2 separate regions of the Gasterosteus aculeatus genome follow, and region 2 is linked to region 1. A link is a contact called in public Hi-C data. All regions are on one chromosome and are shown on one strand. Each heading gives the region's core, a stretch centred on a gene start, on an enhancer-like site or on the middle of the called end of the contact. The rest is flanking DNA. Distances are from core to core; before and after follow the strand shown.

What was found. A called contact is a pair of places that touch in the nucleus more often than the background predicts.
Region 2: a contact with region 1 is called in a Hi-C map of skeletal muscle, with 3 times the contacts expected there. The contact joins the promoter of ponzr2 here to the promoter of rars1 in region 1. A contact is called at or near these places in 2 of 6 Hi-C or Micro-C datasets (both in skeletal muscle).

Annotation. Positions count from the first base shown.
Region 1 is chr7:29,365,188-29,369,789 of fGasAcu3.hap1.1, forward strand. It overlaps rars1 (arginyl-tRNA synthetase 1), which reads left to right and starts at 1,778. Exons shown (of 15, transcript XM_078106894.1): 1 at 1,778-1,966; 2 at 2,775-2,909; 3 at 3,090-3,281; 4 at 3,747-3,855; 5 at 4,077-4,177. The coding sequence starts at 1,922.
Region 2 is chr7:29,657,310-29,661,911 of fGasAcu3.hap1.1, forward strand. ponzr2 (plac8 onzin related protein 2) reads left to right here and starts at 2,563. Exons shown (of 4, transcript XM_040182954.2): 1 at 2,563-4,270; 2 at 4,597-4,602. It overlaps LOC144410373 (a long non-coding RNA gene), which reads right to left and starts at 889. Exons shown (of 2, transcript XR_013468403.1): 1 at 416-889; 2 at 1-318.

The sequences.
Region 1 (4,602 bases), core at 528-3,027:
GGTCATCATGCTATTTCCTGCCTTTTGGGTCCTTTAGGTGCTTTGGAGAAAAGTGACACAAACCCTTCTCGTAATCATGTCTCCATTTCCCAACGAGAAACCAGCTGCTGCCGTCCTTCCAGATGTTTCCGCTTCACCAGAAGAAAACACTAATTGTTTTAGTTCCACAGGAAAGGTAGTCACAACACCGTGGAAGTCGGGAATATATATTGCACAAACACATGAGAATAATTAATACCACTTAAATAGTCCAAAATCACCAGAGCTGCTCGCTCCTCATGTGGAGCTGGACGGAAGCTCAATCCGATGCCGTGAGGACGTTTGATCCGTCTGAGCAGTTTTTAAGCTAAACACTGTACAAACCATCAATACCAAAGATTTAACCGAAACTCACACCCTGGAATGTAGCCGTTAGTGTTCCAAACAATACTTTACCTGGGGTAAAAACTATTACATCTCAACATCTGGATCCGGTCCCACCCCCGCCCCCCCACCCCAAGTACAGCGGGCCGGTGGGGTTGAACTATAACAGGACAATATGGCGTCAATCAGAGCCTTATGCTGTTGTTTTCTTTCTTCTTTTTTTGGTCTTTATTGTCCAAACACGGCCGCCACTACGTGACCTGAATGAAGCTGGAAGCAAAGAGTGTTTGCATCGTTTTTTTCCCCAAATGGCAAAGCGTTTGTCTGTCGTGTTCCCCGACTGTAGAGCGAGTAGTTTTAAGGAATAGGAATGTCTGCGAGTCCAGTTGAACTCTTGTCCTGATCAACCGAATGTTGTTTAACGTCTAAATCGGAAAAACTAAAAAAAGGACACGTTTATACATAGCAACATCTGGATGAAGAAATCTACAAGAAATCACGATCATTCAGAGAAAAACAAATGCTGTTAGTCACAAATAATTATTTTTTCATCGTGTAGGTTGTGATATTATTCCTGTTTGTTTTTTGAAGTTCAAGTGCATTTTTTTCTCCGCCTTCTGTGGTGTGATTTTTGTTTTATCCCGAATTAATCTGTTTGTATTACGACTGTTGATGAACCTGGTAACGTGTATGGAGGCGGCTATGAGAAACATGCAGCATGTATTTATTGCACTTTGTGATTTGGGTGTGCTTTTCCTGTTTTTCTTTGTTTCGCAAGAGTCCTGAAAAGCTGTGAATTTTATTCTCAGACACTGTACTACCGACCAGATATGTAAATATTTCACCAGCACAAAAAACAACAACCAAACAAAATGTTTTGTAGTTTCACAACAAATAAAAAAAGTTCTTCTCTTCTATTTGATGTGTTTTGTGCGTCCAGAATTTACTTTTTTGTACATATTTTATCCATCTCCCTTAATATTTTAAATATGACATGTGGGATCCAGGTACAAATGTGTGTTTTTTTCCACTTTCCAAATATTCTGTTAGGGTATACTAACACTTTTGGTGGAGCAGAGTAAACTCTTTGTGTGCATTTCACTTTTTTATCTATTTATAAATCGGTCACACGGGAGAGTTTTGGTTTGCACTCTGTATTATTGTAGAATAACTAGCTTGCATGCAAAAAATTACTTACGATTAGCAGCAAGCTATACTTTCCTACGGTAACCCTATAATTTTATAACTATTAATTATTTTTCAAGTTGTCAAAAGCCCAAAAAGTTTTATTGTTACAGGTTTGATTTTTAACTGGGGTATTTTACAAGCAAATATATCATTTTTTCATTACGTCATATTGCAACACATACAGGAGGGGGCGCTGTCCTTCTTTGACGGTTTAAAGATCCACCAAGAAACACGAAGAAGAAAAAGATGACGTATCCTGTCCCGGAAGCACATACCTCAAAGTTTTGAACTGCTTCCTCATCCCAGTTTCGTCAGACACGAGACTCCGCATCGAGCAGACAGAAGAGTTTCTCTCTGGTGTGTCAGAAAGATGGGAGACCCCATAACCGAGTGCGCAGGCCGACTGCAGCAACAGGTAACCGGCCGGCCTGCGGGAGGTGTAGCTGGGGTTAGCTAGCAGGCTAGTCGGCGTCCATCCCGTAGCTTCGCACCGGGTCCGCAGGAGACAGAGCTGTGCCGAACGTCATTAAAGAAAGTAACAATTTAACGCTGTTGTACCTATTATCCAAAAATTAAACATGGCCGAAAAACAACAATAATGTGTACCGTTTAGATGTTTCCCATACTCACATTCGGCTGACATTAATTTGCCCGTATGCCCCTTTTTAACGAATACAATACACTTTTTTTTTTAAATTTTCCCTAAGTGGTGTGTTCATTTACTGGATGTCTGGTTTTGTTGTAGAATCTATTTATCCTCAAGTCTATTTCAGGGAGTCTTTGTATTAATTTGACGGTTTGTTGCATCGCGATGCAGCTTTCAGTTTCGTTGTGATACTCAATCATATAAGGCCATAAATACCACCAAAGAACTGCTCATGAAGTTAAACATTTACCCCTGTTGCCTCGTAATAATCTCATCGTGAAAGCACTACGATTTTCTGCCACAGTACAATGTGCCACAGACGAAAAATAAAGGGAATTACCAAACACCAGTTCCTATTTGCATCAGTGGATTATTTTGACACAAGCTAAAGCTGCTAAAGTCACAGTAAATCACATGACAAACAAATGTGACTGATAAATTCGGCTGATATCTATCTTTGAGAGTATACGAACTCCCAGCTGGCTCCCGTTCTCTCTTCAGGAACAAGCTCTTGCATCACAAGTAGACCTTTCCAAAACCGGATCGTTCCCACAAATCTTCCTGTATTGTTTCGCAGGAGAAGGAGATCCAGAGTCTCTCTGCAGAAATCGAGAGCCTCAAAAACCCGCAGAACCTGAGCGCGTCCGAACACCTAGATGAGCTGCGGGATGAAAACGCCAGGCTGAAGTACCGCGTCAACATCCTGAAGAGGGTGAGGGACACCGCGGGGGCCCCGAGCCCCGAGCCGACCCGAAGCGCCATCCAGAGCTGTTTGTTGGCTCAGCTGGTTGCTGACGGCCGGCTTAATATTTGTGTTAAACTCTGAAAACACACGGCTCCGTTGCACTTGTAAACCTAACGTGTTTCTTGCACAAATACTGCGTGTCCTCAGAGCCTGCAGGAGGAGAGGCCGACCGGCTGCAGCACGTCCATGACCAACATCAACCAGCGGCTGCAGGAGGTTTTCGGCGAGGCCATCCGGGCGTCCTGCCCCGAGCTGGACGACCCCCCCCTGTCGGTCGCGCCCAACCAGCAGGCCAAGTTCGGAGACTACCAGTGCAACAGTGCCATGGCCATGGCTCAGGTCAGTTCTCCTAATTATTGCTATCCCTAACCTTGATTTTTTACTTTCTCCACCGTTCTACGGATACATCCGCGCAAGGACGAGTCTGGTTTTAAAAGCGCTGTTAATTTAGTCGTGAGCTTTTTCTCTTCCGCAATAAAAAGACGCGGCGCAGAAAGGAGCGGTTTTTAACGACTGAAGGTCATTTTAATAGGGCTGTGCGAGTCGTTGAAGGATCTGTAACGTAATGTTTTACCACTTAAAGTACCACTTTAGATGTTGTGTTTACCAGAGAGATGCTCATAAATCTACAGGGGCAGTCGTTTTCTTTTTTGCTTCATTGTGACCGGGCAGCATTTAGTTGCGCCACAAGCTGCTCGAACAGCACAGCAGTTTCCCCACACACACACAAACAGACACGCGCACACTCTCACTCGTATAGCACTACTTTAGTATCCGTTCATTTAACGCCTTTGGCCGTCGCAGATGCTGAAGGCCAAGGGGGTGAAAGTCAACCCGAGGGAGATCGCAGAGAAGATCATCCAGAATCTGCCGGACAACGAACTCGTCGAGAAAACTGAAATCGCAGGACCAGGTACACGCTGCTTGTTTTTAAGGACTTTCAGGTGCAAAAAAAGTCGTCACAGCTTGCGGGAATGTTTGTGAATGTGTGATTGGTTTGGACTTGGATAAGAATAAATCACACTAATTGGTCCCTCGGGGCGGTTGGTTGGATGTCGGCCCTCAGAGTCCTTCCTCCCGGCTGCTTTCGGGCCGCGTGCTCGTCATCCCCTCTGATGCCTCTCGTGTCTTCAGGGTTCATCAACATCCACCTGAAGAGGCCGTTCGTGTCCAAACTGCTGAGCAAGCTGCTAGTCAACGGCGTGCAGCCCCCCCCGCTGGACTCCAGGAAGCGGGTACGTGGCGCTCATACGGCCGTACATAGCGAGGCGTGGAACGGTTGGCTCTTCTACAGGGTCTGACGTAGAATGATGATGATGATGACGACGAGCAAGGTTTTCAGTAGTTTGATGGAGCACGAAACATTCGCACGTGCTGGTTTGTGTGGTTGTTTCACAGGAGAGCCTCTCGTGGTCAGAGTGAGATTTACGGCGTATTCACAAAAATTATAGTGACAAAATAAAATCGTCCTGCTAAACGAAATGTTTTTCATCTCTTTTCACAAAGGAAACTTAATCATGGCCAAATAAAAACTTTTCTCATTATTTTTGAAGTCATAGGAGAGAAATCCACTTTGTCACACAAATTGTTACTGAACTTTTCCTGAATTACTGCGGTTTTGATTCGATGGAAAGCGACTCGTCTGCTGGATCACACTCGT
Region 2 (4,602 bases), core at 1,313-3,812, 290 kb after region 1:
GTCCAGGGGGCCCGAGGAGAGCAGATGCCCCGGCGCGGCCGATGTCCCCCCGGGGCCGGGAGGCGCAGGCTCTGACCCGCCGCTGCCTTCCATCCCCCCCCCCCCCCCCCCCCCTCGATGTCCCGAGTCCCCGCGACGCCTGGTGGCACTAAGGCACCTGCAAGTCAACGCATTACATTAGAGAAGGTTAAAGGAGATCAGGAGAGTGTCGGAGTCCGTCCCGGTTCATTCTGTGGGACGTGAACGCTGCAGCCGGGACGGTCCCTGTGGTTTCATCAGTTCTCCAGTAGGGGGAGACCGAGGTCCCGTTAAAGAATCCTTCAAAACAAACCAAAACGTTCAGCATTTAAGCACCAATGCCGGGAAAGGGCTTTTTCCTCCTTTTTAAATCTGCGTTTGGACTAAATGAACCAACCGGGGCCAAACGGGCCTGGGCTCGAAATGTAGACAAGAATCCTTCAGTTGTGGAGACGAACTTCAGGTGCCTTCTGCAGAGGAGCTGAAAGAAGATTATTCAAATTCTGTAGCGTGCCGTCATTTCCAAAACCTACACTTATTCGCCTGCGATTTAAGGGAGGAAAAAAAAGAAAAATAATCGTGTTTGAATTATTCCCTCGGAGATAAAATCATATATTCACAATATTTTCTATGCAGTATTTTCAGACAGTGGAGGAAATATTTCTGACCTTTAACTGATTAAAGCTTTTAGTAACTCCTTGAAACGGAGTCTCACCATCAAGTCCCGATTATAAGCTCAGCCAAGCAAGTGAAACAGGACATTGCAGTCAGAGATGATGCTACCCATCATGTTTAACTCGTCCGTCCGTGTACATGCAAAGATTTCTCTAAATGCACACATCAAACAGGCAAATAGCCTCGTTCTATCTGCATATCTACATTTCATTATTCACACAAATATCATCTAACTGCAAATTCAAGCCGTACCGGATTTGAGTGGGAGATCCTTGTTCCAGTGGTCTTCTTCTGTCCTCTCTGACTCACCACTGCTCTGTGTCTCTCTCCCCCCTCTCTCTCTCCATTTAAGAGGACACTTACTGGGGCAAAGTTCAGTAGTTGTTAGTGTCGACCTTTTCGGTGGAGGTCGGTAATGAAATGAAATGAAGAGAAACGGGTTATGTAACAGTGGAAACCTCTTCTTTTTATGCATTTCACACTGATCCACCGGCCAGCACGGACGCACACATTTAGACTACGTGGTGAAGAAAGTGGCACATTTAGCCAACATTTCCGCCTTTACAATGTCCTGTCATTGTGCAAATGGAATACTGACCATCTAAATGTTTTCAGTGAAGACCTTTTTAGCTTTGAGCTTCTTCTAGAGGAACAAAAAAAATTCAAATTTAGTTTAAGCAGAAGCATAATTAGTTGCCAGTGAAAACGGTCCCTCGTGTTTTGAAAAAAAAAGAAAAAAGCAGCGGTGCTTTAATAATTTGTCGCAGTTAATAAGCTGCACATTTGCAGCAGGGTTGCTGCAGCGGCCGCTCGCATCGCTCCATGAAATGACCCGCGCAGCGTTCCTGTTTCATCTGCACTCATCCGGCTTTTTGCTGAACTCGTCCGACCCCGGGGGGGGAAAAAAAAAACCTGTTGTGTTTTTTTTGGACAAAAGATTAAGATGATATTGACCGTGGATGGACTGTGACCTGTGTCTTCGTGGCTGCTGCTCTGCTGTCTGTTTGCTCTGATCGGACATTTCGCTCTTTGGTCGTCACCTCCTGAGTTCAGCTGGTTCATGTGCTGTGGACAAAGCAGGATCGCTCTGTGCTGTGGCCACGTGTTCAACAGCCAGAGATCCTCGCCTGTATGTGTGGTCCAATATATATATGCACTGGGCATCATGTCACCAACTTGTCACGATTTATATTCTTGTAACTAAAAGTTTCCCTCAGTGACGAAAGAAGATCTCAAAAGTCTCCCTTATTAATCATTTTGCTCCCCGATGGTGCGTTTATGACACCGGTAAAGTTTTCCACTTGTTCTGGATCCGTTAACATCTGACCCTGCAAACTGTGCTAAGCTTAGTCTGCTAACATGACAAATGCAGGATTTCGGCCTCTGCAGCATCGCTGCGGTTTACAAAAAACCTTATTTGAAGTTATAATAAATAGGGCTGTTAAATATATATATATAGAATTTAATTTGACCTATCACTGTTATTATTACGTTTAATATCACTGCTACACACCTGTTGTTCTTACTGTTTTTCCAGTTATAGTCTTTTGGTCTAAGCCCTTGTTTGAAGGTGTATTAAATAACGATAGTCCTTATAATATTAAAAAAGTGTTCCGTCTCCCATTAACTGTTGTATCATTCTGTTAAAACGCGTGATCCTCAGCTTCCAAAAGCTTCTGTTCACGTGTTGACAAGCTGCTCCATCAATAGAGCTTCCTGAATAAAACGTGTGCAGGGGCACGTGGAGGGAATCGCGTTAAAGTCGGGGGCCGTTCACTCGGCCTCACGCTGCCTCCTCGGGGGCCATCGATCTGGATCAAAGGTGGAGGGGAAGCTGCTGAATGCAAACTCTTATCACCAAAACAGTGTAACACTCTATCAGCTGGCTGGTTCAAGTCGTCGCCTCCCGCGTCGTTCGATATCCGCACCGGAGCCCCTCTTTGAAGCGCGTGTGCACAGAGGCCGTCTGGCGATCCGACCACGTTGTCCCGCTCGCCGCGGTGGCCCCCGCTGGACTCCACCTGAACCCGGTCCGGGGATCAGTGACACGCGTCCTAATGGATGCACATCGGAAACCGCAAACAAAAGGTGAAAAGCTTCAGACGACTATGAAAACATTCCAAAGACAAGATGGCATCTGTCTGGATGCCGAGGTCTGAGGGTTAAAAGGGAAGTCCAGTGACCAGCGGGTGACGCCGCCGCGCCTCGGCAGCACGCACACCGAGACGAGAAGGAGCGAGTGTCACCTGGCTAGTGGTGCCTCAATGCTGCACTGGTCACTGGACAAAGTTGTCCCTCGCCACCCCTGTTTCGGTTTCCACACCTCCCGTAGGTCAATGGTCACCGCGCTGCGGCGAATGACATTGTATTCTGTGGTTCCAGGTGACCTTTGACTTACACCGAGGCCGCCGGCGCTCTTTCTCATCGGAACAAGAACGCAGGGTGTGGCGTGCGTTCTCAGAGTTTTTGCTTCATGACTTCATGGTCTTTTTTTTTCTTTGTCACGTTTCATTTTCCGGGGGAAGGAATGAGGCAACAATCTCACAGATCTCACTTGGCTCCACATGACGTCCTTTCCATGACGTCTGCTGTTCAGCCTCTTTAAGAAGTTTTTTTTTTTTTTTTCACGGTAACTGTTCAGACATGGGAGGTTATTTTTATTTTTGTTTATTCCCGCACGCTCCTCATAGAGGAGAACAAACAGGAAATCATCCGGGCCAAAAACCCCAGGTTGTGACTTTCACCTGCGACATTACTCACATGACGGTGGAATAAAAGACAAATAGTTGCTCCCCGACTCCAAGTTCATGAATCTTTATGCTTAGACACAAAATACAAAAGTAGTTTGTCGTATGATATCTAGGACGGGGGCCTGGGGTGAATTTGAATCCCGAGACCTTAACCGGGAAATGTCTGGGTCGATTAAACTAAACCAAAAAGAAAACACAAGAATCAATCTCTTCTTCACACCTTTTTTGTTTTGGACGCGAACAGGCACGTCGTCGCAAGTGAGGAACGCCACAATGTCAGCGGTAACTCCGGGATCACGCAAACACCCCAAGACCAAGATGGCGACTCCACCGATGCCGAAAATCAGGTCAAATTAAAACTGAAGCGGCGAACAATGTGACTCATCATCTGCTAGGTTCACATCTACATAGCTACATAGCTATTCATCTCATTTGGCTAATGCCTCCGCATCATCAGCAGAGGCAAAAGAACGCCTCCTGACCCCAATTATGAGCAGGAAATACAGAGAGAACCTGCCAGGTGGGGATTGCTCTCCTGCCTGACTTCAGTGAGCGCTGTCTAATTATATTTTAATAGCTTGTTGTCCTTTGATTGGCAGGCTGACCTCCTGTAATCACAGCAAGCTGATGTCAGCGCCACACCCGCTCTGCTTGTTTAAATAAATAATAGAGAAGTTGAGGCAGCGCAGGACGGACCGGTCCGTCCGGTTTGTTCTCCCGGTTTCTGTTGTCTGCAGGTATTTGAGAGCCGGCGGAGGGAAGACGGCACCACAGTGAACGTCTCAGCCGTGACAGGACGTCGGACTCGGAGCTTTCTAACGAAACAGGTGAGGTGTTAACTCAGCTTTCTATGACCGCACCTTCATCACACTAGACAACTACCGGTCCGTACCAGTGTCTGATGTTTACTTGATACTTAATATTGTGTCCAGAGTTTAGCATTTGATTTCAAGAGTTATCCTCCTAATTTCTCCAAGAATTAGTTGTCATTGGACTTCCTCCTAGAAGAACCTCCTAAATCTGTAAAAACCAAAACAAGGTCAAAATATTAAATTCCTCTTCTGTCGGTTTCGGTGACGGCATGAATTGCCACTTTGCTTGTTGCTTATACATTCGACGTCAGTAAACTACATGCTGGTTTGCCCCTTTTTAGTAGCAG